Regions from separate parts of the Danio rerio genome. Here region 2 is linked to region 1. A link is a contact called in public Hi-C data. All regions are on one chromosome and are shown on one strand. Each heading gives the region's core, a stretch centred on a gene start, on an enhancer-like site or on the middle of the called end of the contact. The rest is flanking DNA. Distances are from core to core; before and after follow the strand shown.

Region 1 (7,603 bases), core at 3,585-6,084:
TAGTTCCTTTATTAATCCGGGGTCGCCACAGCGGAATGAACCGCCAACTTATCCAGCAAGTTTTTACGCAGCGGATGCCCTTCCAGCCGCAACCCATCTCTGGGAAACATCCACACACACTCATACACTATGGACAATTTAGTCTACCCAATTCACCTGTACCGCATGTGTTTGGACTGTGATGAAACCCGGATGAAACCCACGCGAACGCAGAGAGAACATGCAAACTCTACACGGAAACGCCAACTGAGCCGAGGCTCGAACCAGCAACCCAGCGACCTTCTTGATGTGAGGCGAACGTGCTACCCACTGCTCCACTGCGTCGTCCAGTTCAGTTTAGTTAATGTTAACTGAACTTTTCCTTACCATAAACACTGTTTTGACGTTTTTACTCTGTAATATTTCTATAATTTAATCCATTTTGTTAAATGACAGCAGTAAAATATTGTTTATTTGTAAGCCTTGGTGATTTTTTTATGATTTATATGTCACTAGTTGTGTATGTTAACAAATTAATTGTAATTCCTAAAATTATATTATAGTTCCTAAATATTTGGGTTGATGACCATGTAAAAATGTGGGTCCCATGGCCAAACCAGTTGAGAACCCCTGATCTAAAACTAAAAGACTGAAAATATTCATTTGAAAGCTGTATCGTTAAATGAATCTTTTGAGTGTATGCGAGTCTTGCATTAAACAAGTGGATTGAATTGAATATTCATAGTAAACCTTAAACACTCAAAATACACTGCAAAAAATTATTCAAAGATGACTCCTTGGATTTACTCAATTTTTTCACGTTAAGTGGTTGTAAACAATTTATTTGTGTTGAATTTAAGCAAAAAAATTAAGTTGAACATTATTAAACTTAATTTGTTTGTTTAAATTCAACACAAATATATTGTTTGCAACAGTTCTACATGCAACACTTTTTTTCAGTGTACATATATTTCTGCTGCTTGTTCAAGCTACTTATTTAAAATGAGCTGAATCAACACAAATCTTAGGTATTTTGGGGGATAACTTAATTGTTTTATGTTCAATCTACTTAAATTTGTAAAATCTAATAAACTTAATTCCTTCATGTTATTCCAACATAAATCAAATATTGTAGCTTTGATTTGTAAAGAAATAAGGTGGAATTCAGGATTTTTACAGTGCATATATACAGTACAAGTTAAAAGTATTTAATTTTTTAAGCTTTTACTCCCAAAATCATTCTGCATATAATATAATTCTGCGCAGAAATTGCATTAAAAAAACTGCAGGTTCTGTCTTGCCCTGGTTGTACACATCTTTGTTAGTGGGAGACGAGCGTGTGGTGTGTTTTCTGCTGGTTTTTTGGCACAGGTGTGTGAAATCATGTCCTCCAGCGAGACATCAGACCCCTGCAAGAGACCCGTGTGTGTGATGCAGAAATCATAAACGCTGCTATTATGATGCTTTGAAAAAATATAACACTGATGAGAAATGAATCAATCACTTATGGATCAATACCATCACATATCTAACAACTGCATATCCAGCTTTTGATTGATCTTTACTTCTGGAGCTCTTCTTTGCAATGCATATAAAAAATCTAGACATTTTGACACACATTGACATTTTAAAAAAAATTATTTATTTATTTATAATAAATTAATTAACCTAAAGGCTCCAGGACACGCTTGAAAAGGTGATTACAAATCTGTTTTCCTGATAAAATAAATATTTAAACTATGCAATTGTTTTTATGCACGATAAAGAATAAATGCAAGTCATTAAATACAATCATATTCATAATTTGTCATTACATTTACAGCATTATGCTTTTAAGACCCCAAGAATGCATTGATATATATATATATATATATATATATATATATATATATATATATATATATATATATATATATATATATATATATATAATTATTTTTAAATAAAAATAAATGATTAAGACTGTGCATCTTAAACTACAGTTGTGCATTTCTGCATTATGAATAACACTTTGCAAAAAAAAGAGAGAAAAGCTTTTTTTTATGCAAAGCAGTGTGTTTTACAGGTGCAGCACTGTGAAGATTTCCAAAGAGAAAACATCAGCCAAACGTGAGCCAATTTTACTTGCGTTTGTCCACTTTAGATTGGTTTGGATGGGTTAGGAGATGACTCTTTTTACACATTTAATAGTCTACATAGTAGAATAATAGTGATTTGGTTATTTGGGGGATTAAAAGGTTCATAAGTGATGTTTTTGCGATGACTGAGCTTGAACCCTGGAGCTTCACTTTAAAAAAATGCTAGATTGTTTCTAACTCAACATTGGGTCAAACATTATTATTTTTTTTTTACAATTTAATTTAATTTAAATAGATTGCATTGTTTGTGTATTTTAATTAATTTTAAACACATTTTAATCTGCTTTATTCTTTGTTGCTTTTAATTGTTGTTCTTCATTTACACCATTGTGTGTGTGTGTATATATATATATATATATATATATATATATATATATATATATATATATATATATATATATATATATATATATATTTTTTTTTTTTTTTTTTTAAGCTAACTTTTATTTAGAAATATAAATAAAAATGTCTCACACAACTTGCATTTTTTTAACCCAACTGATAGGTTTGTCCATATTTGACAAAACAACGCAGCATTTTCTAGAGTGTTTGATCAGCGGCTCACAACAAGTCAAAGATGAGACATCTGTGTGTGTTTCTGTCAGATACATTCCTCAAATCTGATTTATTTGTTGCACAAAAAGCAGATTAAATGCAATTAATGACTTCAGTGGAAATAATAATAATAATAAACAGAGATATTTGAGTCATAAATCACAATTATTCTGATATATTTATACGCATTTATTAAAATGCATTTTTAAAAATAATAATGCTTCCAGTCTAAATTATGAAAGATATGTTGTCAAATAGGTCAAATCTAGTCATTTTTCAGACTGCAGATATACAGTATGAGGCTGAACTGTGATCCTGAATAGTCTTTTATCCCATATAGAAATCTGATATATTGCTCTATATGCAAATTGCAGATACTGTAAATGGTTTAGGAGTTAGATCAAGCATACTGTATGTTTGCAACACATATTTAAAACATTTACTAAAGGCATTTTACATGTATTTGTTTAAACAGTTGGCAAATATGCACATGTATGTTCATAAATACACTGTTTTTATTTCTTACACTTTACATAAGCATCTTTTGTTCTTCTTTATTTACACCATTGTGTGTGAATAACAGTGTGTTATATATATATATATATATATATATATATATATATATATATATATATATATATATATATATATATATATATATATATATATTGTATATCACATAATTTACATTTTTTTAACTCAATTGCTGGGTTTGTCCATATGTGACACAAAACAACCCAGCATTTTCTTGTGTTTGATCAGCGGCTCACTATATCAGGTCAAAGATGAGACATCTGTGTGTGTTTCTGTCAGATGCATTCCTAAAATCTGATTTATTTGCACAGAAAGCAGATTAAATTAATAACTTTTGTGGAAAAAAACAGACATATTTGAGTCATAATATCAAATTACAATTATTCTGATATTATGCACTTCTTGAAATGCATTAAAAATGCTTCCAATCAAATGTATGAAAAACATGTTGTCAAATATGTCAAATCTAGCCATTTTTAATAGTCTTTTTCACCCGTATTGAAATCTGATATATTGCAATATATGCAAAGCACATTTATAAAAGGCATAGAAGTTAGATTTTACATATATAAGACATACTGTATGTATGCAACACATATTTACAAGATTTCCAAAATGGCATTTTACATTAATTAGTTTAAACAATTGGCAAATATGCACATATAGGTTCAAAAATGCACTGTTTTTATTTCTTATACTTGTTTTTTATGTCTCTTTTGTTCTTCTTTATTTACACCATTGTGTGTGAAATGTTATATGTAAATGTCTCGCATAACTTACACTTTTTTTTTTAACTCAATTGCTGGGTTTGTCCATATGTGACACAAAACAACCCAGCATTTTCTAGAGTGTTGATCAGCGGCTCACTATATCAGGTCAAAGATGAGACATCTGTGTGTGTGTTTCTGTCAGATGCATTCCTAAAATCTGATTTATTTGCACAGAAATTAAATTAATAACTTTTGTGGAAAAATAGCAGACATATTTGAGTCATAATATCAAATCACAATTATTCTGATAGTATGCACATCTTGAAATGCATTGAAAATGCTTCCAATCAAATGTATGAAAGACATGTTGTCAAACAGGTCAAATCTAGCCATTTTTTCAGATTGCAGATTCATAGGGTTGAACTGTGATCCTGAATAGTCTTTTAGCCCATATAGAAATCTGATATATTGCTCTATATGCAAATTGCATATACTGTATATGGTGTAGTAGTTAGATCAGACATACTGTATGTTTGCAACACACATTTAAAACATTTACAAATGGCATTTTACATGTATTAGTTTAAACGGTTGGAATTTCAAATACGCACATATATGTTCACAATATATCTGTTCATATATACATATATATGGTCATAAATCAGATTTCCGAATGCGTTTTAAATGGCAGTATTTGCTTGGTGACATATAAACTATCGTCGCGCTCAATAAGATTTCAGCGCCTGCGTGTCGTCTATAAATCACTGTCAAAATCTATGATTCTTTCTCTTTTCAATTTGCTCTGAAAGAAAAAAGCACACTCATTTTATATAATCGCCTTTTCGTTTACTTTCGAGTGATCAAGAAGTAGACCCGAGCTGTCTCCGTGCTCAAATAAATGTGCAATAATTCCTAAAAAGCATCAGAAGTTGCGTGCGTCCGCGCGGGTTTGACTGGAGCGCTCCTGCAGAAGGTGCTGTGCGAACGCGCATTTCAGCGTCCTGTCAATAAAGCAGTCCACGAGCGCACAGATCTGCGCGTTTTTTATTAATCCACCCTTCTCTCCTCTCTCCGAGTTATTGATCGGTCGCTTTTCGGATTGTCGCCGGCCGGACACTTGGAGAGACTTTTTGTTGATCTGAACGCGTGAGCGAGCAGCGCGCAACCGGACACCTGCGCGTCCGCTTCGGCTCGTGCAGAAATGTTCCTCTGATCCCACAGACTCTGAGTGGAATTTTTGGGGGCTCGATCGTGCCGTGGGTCCGTTTGTGTGCGTGTGTGTATGTGTGTGTGCGCGTGCGTGTGTGTTTCTGAAGACCAGACACGCTCCTCCTGATCGGGTGTTTTCTCATTGCGATCTGTTTCCATGTTTTTAGGTTTATGTGATATTTTCTAAAAAAAAAAAAAAATGCATCATCACCATCATCATCATCACCATCATCATCAGAGAATGGCCGCTTTAGGGACGGATAAGGAACTCAGCGATTTACTGGATTTCAGCGCGGTAAGTCACTTCGCGTTTCTCCACGCCGGAGATCACACACACACACACTGTACTTTCTGTGCTTTTGTCACATTGCATTGTGTTAGAGTGCGCAAATTGATCTGTAGAAGTGTTTAAAGATGACTTTTGTGCAATCTAAAACTCAAACAAACAGAAAGTTGTGGTTTTGATAGATGTGATGTTGCTGCATTAGTAATTCTGTTGTCTTATAGATGCGAAACAGCGATTTGAAAATGTTCCCCACGTCAATGGTAGTATATCCCACTTTATTCTTGTGTTTTCTTTCTGTTTGCTCTTTCATAGATTCGTGTACATGTTGTGTTGACCCTTGACAGAAAGTTTAAACCGGAATTCTGATGGAATTTAGAACGTGATCGAATCTTGCAGCGCCCCCCCCCCTCCCCTTTGATCTGTCACTTTGAAATTCCATCAGAATTCCTTAATGTTTAGAGTAGATTCTTCTTCTTCTTCTTCTTCTTCTGATGATGATGATGATGATGATGATGATGGTTGAGTGACAAAAGAGCTTAAATGTGCATCCTGTGAGAAATGGCAAGTTTTGACTCAGGAAATGTGCCTTTCAGCCTCACTTTCCAAAAATATTCCAAGCAGACTGTAGACTTTGACTTGTGCAGTCACATCTGAGGTCATATTATCAATCAAATGCAGAGAGAGCTGATGCATGCATGTTAATACCGCAGGGAATTGAGCATGTTTCAAATCAAATGTGTGTGTTTGTAAGGTTTTTTTCCAGCTTGTAACGTGTTGTCATCTCTGTTTGTAGATGTTTTCTCCTCCTGTCAGCGGCGGGAAGAACGGACCCACGTCTCTAGGAAGTGGACACTTCTCTGGATCAAGTATGTCAATGCATGTGCTTCTCTCTTCATCATGAGCTTGGTTTAAATATGCACATGTGTAATATAAAGGAAGCTTCAAGGGATAGTTCACCCAAAAAGGAAAAATGCCTCTTTATTTGATGCTTTTAAGCTTCATGAGAAACACAAACAGTTTTATTTTTATTAATGCTGATTGACGGCACACATTCACTTTTGTGATAGAAATAAAACACAATGCATGCCATCAGTCTTCAGATATTTCTCTTCAGCAGAAGAAAGAAACTCAAGTTGAAGTGTAAGTTTTCATTTTTAAAGGTGAACTATCCCTTTTAGGTGTGTGCAGATGTTTGCCCTATTAAAACACACAACTTCAGGTGTGTGTGTGTGTGACATGCAAGTCACAGTTGACGCGCTGTGAGGATTACGGTGATTGTTGTGGCAGATGTTGGTGTTTGAAATGCTGCGCGGCGGCTTGTTTTTCTGCACAAACACACTCATGCATAATTTGTGCAATACGGACGCCACACCTGCAGGGGCCAAAGTGTGTGTTTTAGAGCACACACTGCACACACACACACATGCACAAAAGCTGATTTTGAAATTTGCGCACACAACTAAAAATAAACGACCTCCACCCTGGAAGTGGATTGAGGAAGTGCTGCGGCTCATTCCTGCGCATGCATCATTTCCCCGCGGTGCATTGATATGGTGACGCGCCAGCGCAGATGGAGGCTGAGAGAGAGAAAAAAAAGAAGCGTTTGTCAGTGTCACGGCCCGTGTTTTCAATGCCTGCTATTGTTTTCTGCAGACTTGAGTGTTGTTTAGGGTTCGATAATTTGCATGCCGCCCCCTTCCCCCTTCTTTAGCCCCCCAGATCCTGCGCTTTCGCCTGAATTGCGTCGCAGTTTTACGCTGTTGGAAAGTCGGCCACCAGGATGGAGGGGGGTCTCAAAACTACAGCTAGTCTGTTGCCATGCAACTTGGCTCAGAAAAAAACACAACACACTAGGAAACATTTCATAAAGTGTGAAGAAGAAATACATTCAATAAATAACATGCAAACGTGTGGGCACGCTGCTAAATTTACAGTACGGATTATTTCCCCGTTGCCCGTTTCCAGTGCCAGTCTCTAGACTCAACGGCGTACGTTTGTTCTGCTAACAGCCGTGGCTTATTAAGCCACCGTTTCAAATAAAGTGGGTTTATTTTAATAGCAGGACGACAGAATAAAAAAAAAGTGCACGGCTCTGTTTTGGTTCTGCTTGTCAGTCAAACGCATTAAAGCGCAGACATGAAGATTCTCCTCCCACAATCCCCAACACTTCCACCAGCGGCTTTTTGTCTTTC
Region 2 (7,603 bases), core at 2,523-5,022, 190 kb after region 1:
AGGGTAGGCTCTAATAAAATACAATTTAACGAGTAATTTAATAAATAATATGAATAATATTGTGTATATTTACTGTTTTTACATTATTGTGATGGTTGGGTTTAAGGTTAGACATTAATAAAACACAATTTAAAAGCTAATTTAATAAATAATATGAATAATATTGTGTATATTTACTGTTTTTACATTATTGTGATGGTTGGGTTTAAGGTTAGACATTAATAAAATACAATTTATAAGCTAATTTAATAAATAATATGAATAATATTGTGTATATTTACTGTTTTTACATTACTGTGAGGGTTAAGGTAGCGGTAGATGTTAATAAAATACAATTTAATCAGTAATTTAATAAATAACATGAATAATATTGTGTATATTTACTGTTTTTACATTATTGTGATGGTTGGGGTAAGGGTAAGCTCTAATAAAATACAATTTAATGTGTAATTTAATAAATAATATGAATAATATTGTGTATATTTACTGTTTTTACATCACTGTGAGGGTTAAGGTAGCGGTAGATGTTAAAAAATACAATTTAATCAGTAATTTAATAAATAATATGAATAATATTGTGTATATTTACTGTTTTTACATTATTGTGATGGTTGGGGTAACGGTAGGCTCTAATAAAATACAATTTAACGAGTAATTTATTAAATAATATGAATAATATTGTGCATATTTACTGTTTTTGCATTATTGTGATGGTTGGGTTTAAGGTTAGACATTAATAAAACACAATTTAAAAGCTAATTTAATAAATAATATGAATAATGTTGTGTATATTTACTGTTTTTACATTATTGTGATGGTTGGGTTTAGGGTTAGATGTTAATAAACTACAATTTAACGAGTAATTTAATAAATAACATGAATAATATTGTGCATATTTACTGTTTTTACATTACTGTGAGGGTTGGGTTAGTGGTAGATCTTAATAAAATACAATTTAATGTATTGTTGATTAAATAATATGAGTAATATTCTGCAGATTTGATCAGATTACTTCTGTTGTAAGTGCATTTGCATGTGTGTGTGTGCGTGTGTTGATGCAGGAGTGCTGAGAGTGTTATGGACGCATCTTCGAGTGTGTTTGCGGTGATGTTGTTGTTTTATAAAGACGAATCGTCCGTCTGTGTGCTTTAATAAGCCGGAGCGGCGCAGGTTTATGGCAGTAAAGACACTTTAGTGCTTTTTAATTGTGCTCTTGTGGTTTGCACTGCCATGCGAGCATATGCCTCACACACACACACACAGACACTCACACAGACACGCATGCAAACGCAAACCCACACACAGACATGCACACACAGACTCACATGCACACAGACTGACACACGCAGGCACGCATGCAAACACACACAGACTTACACGCACACAGACACTCACACTCAAATGAATGCACACATATATATACTAACAAAGACACACCATACACGCACACAACACACACATACAAACAAACACACACACACACACTTGTCCAGCTATCTCTATAGGGATTTTCCACAGGTGTAGAGATGCTTCTACTCAACAGATGGCATATTCTGTCCTTCAATGAAAACATTTTGCACTTTTAAATTGTCAAAATACTTTATTTTGTCTGACTTTAGAGCTGTTTTCTGTCATGGGGGACAAAAAAGGTTCTCACAAGGTCAAAAGTGACTGATATTGCTATACTTGTGGGGACATTTGGTACCCACAACGTGATGAATGTGTGAGTGTTTGAGTGTTTGAGTGTGTGTGCGCGTGTGACTGTGTCTTCATACAGTATGTGTGTGTGCATGCTTGTGCATGTGTGTGTGTGTGTGTGTGTGTATAAACAAGACGTGTGATGTTAAGTGTGTGCATTAGATAGTTATAACTATGTTAAGTGTATGTAAATGGGCATTAGAGCTTCAATAATGCATCATAAAGGTTTCATATTTTGATTATGCACTAGCTGCGTTATACGATTGTTATGATTTAAGGAGTCTTTTGAGTCATTTTGGGAAATCAAATGCATTTGTTTTTTGCTTCTGTTTGTTCATTTATATTTGTGGGTGTCACAGTGGCTCAGTGGTTAGCAATGACGCCCCACAGCAAGATATTCATTGGTTCTAGTCCCGGCTGGGCCAGTTGGTGTTTCTGTGTGGAGTTTGCATGTTCTCCCCGTGTTGGCGTGGTTTTCCTCTGGGTGCTCCGGTTTCCCCCACAGTCCTATAACGGAATTGATGAACTTGTCTGTAGTGTATGAGTGTGTATGGGTGTTTCCCAGTGATGGGTTGCAGCTGGAATGGCATCCACTGCGTAAAAGATATGCTGGATAAATTGGCGGTTCATTCCGCTGTGGTGAGCCCAGATTAATAAAGGGACTAAGCCGAAAAGAAAATGAATGAATGAATGAATGAATGAATGAATGAATGAATGAATGAGAACTGCAGTACATTAACTTAATATTTAACTTATAACTATATATATATATATAGACAGAAGTATTAACCCTCCTGAATTTTTGTATTTTATAGAAAGTCATAAGAAAAAATAAGATGTATTAAATTAAAGATTTTCCCCCCAATTTAAATAAAGTACCTAATTACTTTTTACATTTATGTATATATATTCTCATAATTTTTAATCAAAAGCAAAAAATATCCATTAAATACATTAATTAATTACTTAAAAACGTTATTTTATTCTTACAATTCCTTATTAAATATGAAAATTTAAATAGCAAAATCTTTCTTTTTTTATTATGTTTATCCATTATATATATATATATATATATTCTCTCACACTTTCCATTAATTTGAAATTTAAATAGCAGTCTCATTTTATTATTATTATAATTATTAATATGTATTTATTTATTTAGTTACTTATTTTAAATATTAAATGTTGAATAAATACAGTAATTATTTACCTAAATATTTTATATGCATTCTCAAATTTTTCAAATAAAAGAGAAAATTTAAATTAAAAAATCGATTTTTTATTATATTTATAATTATTTATTTATGTATTTTTTTATTCATTATTTACTTATTTAATTAGTTATTTTAAATAATAAAGTGTTCATGCTGTGTGTGTGTGTGTGTGTGTGTGTGTGTGTGTGTGTGTGTGTGTGTGTGTGTGTGTGTGTGTGTGTGTGTGCGTGCGCATGCACGTACATGCGTACGTATCTGTGTGTGTGTGCGTGCGTGTGTTTGTTAGAGAGACTGTTTTTATAAGTGTGTTCGTGTGTGTGTGTGTGTGCGTATGCTTGTGTGTGAATGTGTGACAGTGCCTTTGTGTGTGTGTGAGAGACTGTTCATGTGTGTGTAAGAGAGACTATGTATTTTATGTGTGTGCATGTGACTGTCTTCGTATGTGTGTGTGTGCGTGCGTGTGCTTGTGTATGAGAGAGAGTCTTTGGGTGTGTGTGTGTGTGTATGTGTGTGTGCGCAAGTCTCTGTGTGTGTGTGTGACTGTTTTGCATTGTGTGTATGTGTGCGAGAGAGATTGTGATTGTGATTGTGTGTGTGTGTGTGTGTGTGTGTGTGTGTGTGTGTGTGTGTGTGTGTGTGTGTGTGTGTGTGTGTGTGTGTGTGTGTGTGTGTACACGTGTGTAAAACTGTTTTAGTGTGCATGCATGTGTGCGTCTGAATGTGTGAGTGACTGTGTGAGTGTGGGTTCAGGTGTGTCTCCATGGTGACGGTTTGACTGACAGGTAGCGGTCGGAGTGTGCAGTGTGCAGACGGAGGTAAGAGTTTGGCTGCGTCCCAAAACTCAGCCAAAGAAAGAAAGAAAGAAAGCAGCAGCCTCCCTCCCGCACCAGCTGTCCACAGCGCTTGTGTTGGAAGCAGAGTGTGAGAACGCTGTTTAAAACCAACCGTGTGTGTGTGTGTGTGTGTGAACCCTGCAGAACCTCGGGTTGCGTCTTAATGAACATGTGCTTGATTTGCAGTCAGGATTTGTGAGATATCGCTGAACAATCCAGTGTCATTTTGCTGCTTTCCTCCAGCCATGTTCCACTGACACAGATGAAGTCGAGTTCATGATCATAAAGAATTTAAAAAGGCCAAATTAGTAATTTCAGCGCAATCTTGCGAGTTTAATTAGTGTTTGAGACTCATAAAGGAATAATTCAGACACACACACACAAAAAATGAACATTCTGTCATCATTTACTAACCCGCATGACACACAAAAGGAGGAGCTGCTCTTTGATGATGATGAAAAAAAGCATTAATAATCCATACATCAGCATTTATATTACAAGTTCATAGTTCTGTGGACTGAATGATTATAAGACACAAAAGGAGATACTTAGTAGAATGTAAAAATCTGATATTTTAATATACAGTTTGTTCTAAATCAGTAGTTTTGCATACATTTAATTAGTGTCTGAGACAAAAATAATGTTCTGATGTCATTGAAAAACTTGCATGACTTTCTTCTGTAAAACACAAAAGGAGATGTTTAGCAGAATGTGCACGCTGCTATTTTTGTATATAATGAATATGCATGGGAATGCCAGCAGCTAAGCTGCAAAACTGACCAAAAACAAACATTAAAATGAGCTATTATGATGTTTTTGTCTTATTTAGAGCTCAAGTTTCTCTATTTGCATTCACTTTCACTAACAGAGGAGATATATATAGTGAAAATGTCCAAAAACACTTTTATAATTAACAGCTATGGTGTTTGTCGTCCTTTTCTAGAGCTTAAATTTCTCTATTTGCATTCACTTTCACTAAAGGAAAAACGAAAGGAGATATGTGGTGGAATGTGCGCGCTGCTGTTTTATAGTGAAAATGCATGCCAATAAAAGCCTTTAAGATGTAAAAATGACCAAAAACAACATTATAATGAGCTTTTATGATGCTTTTTGTTCTTTTTAGAGCTCTATTCCCTCTATTTGCATTCACTTTCACTTAAGGAGAAACAAAAATAGATGTTTAATATAATGTCCATGATGCTGTTTCATATATCAAGGGAAAATGCATGTCCATGGAAGCGTTTGAACCACAAAAATGACCAAAAAATATATATATTATTATGAGCTATTATGAATTTTCACCTATTGTAGAGCTCAAATTCTTTATTTGCATTCGCTTTCACTATATGTAGAACATATTTTAATATATGTTCTAAATCAGTATTTTGTCTAAGTTTAATTAGTGTCTGATGCATAAAATAATGTTCTGACGTCATTTAAAAACCTGCATGACATTATTTCTTCTGTAAAACACAGAAGGAGATGTTTAGTAGAATGCGCACGCTGCTATTTCTGTATATAATGAATATCCATGTGATTGGAAGCAGCTTCCAAAAAAACATTTAAATGAGCTATTATGATGAATTTTGTCCTTTTCTAGAGCTCAAATTCCTCTATTTAAATTGTTTCACTAAAGAATATACAAAATGACATATTTTGTAGAATGTGTATGTTTATATGTGTAGTGAAAATGCATGCCAAAGGAAGCATTTAAGATGTAAAAATGACCAAAAACAACATTATAATGAGCCTTTATGATGCTTTTTGTTCTGTTTAGAGGTCAATTCCCTCTATTTGCATTTACTTTCACTAAAGGAGAAACAAAAAGGAGATGCTTAATAGAATAGGCATACTGTTTTATATATAAAGTGAAAATGCATGACAAATGGAAGTGTTTGAGCTACAAAAATGTCCAAAAGCACTGTTATAATTAATAATTATGATGCTTTTTGTCCTTCCTAGAGCTAAAATCCTTATATTTGCATTCAAGAGACACAGAATAAGATATTTAGTAGAATGTGCATGCTGCTGTTTTAAATATATAGTGAAAATGCATGCTAATGGAAGCATTTGAGCTGAAGAAATGGCCAAAAACAAACATTATAATGAGCTATTATGATATGTTTGTCATTTTTAGAGCTCAAATTCCTCTTTACTGTACATTCAGTCATTCAATTTCCCTATATGTAAAATGTGATATTTCAATATTCTAATGTGATATTTTAATATTCTAAATCATCAATGTTCATAGGCTTAATTAGTGTCTTGTAGACAAAAATGAAGTGTATGTTCTGTCATAGTATATCTTTCTGTCTACGGTAAAACCCAAAATACACACTGCTCTTTTATAAATAGTGAAAATGCATGCGAATGAAGCTACGTGAGCTCCAACGATAACACAATGCACCATGAAATTTGCATAATTATAGTCCACTTAAGTTATATACTATATTATGTGTCTGTTATGATGCGTTTTCGTCATTTTTGCAGCTCAAATCCCTCCATTCTTATGTCTTTTAATAATATATTGCCTATATAATCTAAATGACAGTGAACACAGAAGTCTTATTGTCATGAGAATCTTATCATACTGTTTATTTTGTGATATTTTTGCAGTTATGTTGCCTTCATTCACATGCATTTTCACTTTAACAAAATATATATACATGGATTCTCAGTGTATAATTCATATGAAGTCATATGATAATTTGATCTCAATCAAATTAATAACTGAAATGGTGAGTATAGTAGATGTACTGTGCCATGTGGTAATAATCATATTGCATGAGTCAAATGACTATTATGAAGCTTTTTTGGTTCATATTTTTGTCATTTATGCAGCTACAACATCTTCATTCGCATGCACTTTCACTATATGGAAATATATACTTCAGTTTGAGTCTTACGACGTGTAATAAAGTCAAGCTGACAGCTGTTATGATGCTTTTTTTATTTGGGCTTTTTTGTGTAGCACTGATCCCTCAATTCACATGTACTTTTACTAAATATAGATATAAATCTGCTGAATCCTATGAAGTCTTGTGGTAAATTAATTTGAGGAACAGACTTAAGTAGTTAAATGGAAAACTTTTATGGTGCTTTTGTTGTTTTGCAGCTCAAATAACCTTTATTTTGATCAACTTTTGCTCATACAAGCATATCATATTTCATATTGCAAGTGCTTTGAAGTCATATGATAGTTTTAGCTGTAATATAGTGCAGATGGACGTCTAGTGTTGTGCTTTTATGCTGCTTTTTGTATCCTTTTGTTGCTCTAATGCTTTATATATATATATTTATTCTCACTTTTTTTGCAAGTTTGGTGTTTATATATTGTCCATGATTCATATGGCTGATTATGTTGATGCCTTTATGCATATTTTGCAACCTAAACCCCTTTATTCACATGCACTTTTAACAATTGTCGATGTGTGTTTAGCAGAATGTGCACGCTGCTGTTTCATATAGTGAAAATGCATGCCAATGGAAGCATTTGAGCTGCAAAAAATGACCTAAAACAGCATTATAATGAGTTATTATGATATTTTTGTCCAAATCTAAAGCTCAGATTCCTCTCTTTGCATTTACATTTTCTAAAATATGATGCTTTATTCATAATCCATACATTATATAACAAGTTCATAGTTCTGTAGACTGAATTATTATAAGACTTATGGATATATGGTGAAATGTATTGTTCATATAGTAAACATGCATGTGAATTGAGGCATTAGAGCTGAAAAAGGCAACCAAAAAACACATTATAATTAGCTATTATGATAAATTTAACAAGCATATCATATTTTATATTTCTATATTGCAAGTGTTTTAAAGTCAGATGATATGAATATAGTGCAG

Evidence for each region. Hi-C and Micro-C count contacts between places; a contact is called where the count stands out from the background.
Region 2: a Hi-C map of an unstated tissue shows a contact between it and region 1, with 2.1 times the contacts expected there. The contact joins the enhancer-like site here to the promoter of tcf4 in region 1. A contact is called at or near these places in 4 of 18 Hi-C or Micro-C datasets (caudal fin, hematopoietic stem cells, skeletal muscle and 1 more) and 1 of 4 datasets of contacts at active chromatin or transcription factors (embryo).

What each region holds. Positions count from the first base shown.
Region 1 is chr21:1,606,392-1,613,994 of GRCz12tu, forward strand. tcf4 (transcription factor 4) reads left to right here and starts at 4,835. Exons shown (of 20, transcript XM_073935633.1): 1 at 4,835-5,176; 2 at 5,293-5,420; 3 at 6,205-6,277. The coding sequence starts at 5,325.
Region 2 is chr21:1,800,054-1,807,656 of GRCz12tu, forward strand. All of the region lies in intron 8 of tcf4 (transcription factor 4), which reads left to right. Among named protein-coding and RNA genes, the nearest start is that of tcf4, 190 kb to the left of the region's middle. Within about 2 kb of position 3,773, at least 12 of the 62 cell types and tissues checked have an H3K27ac peak or open chromatin away from gene starts, as enhancers often do. A contact at or near this core is called in skeletal muscle, where this site is marked.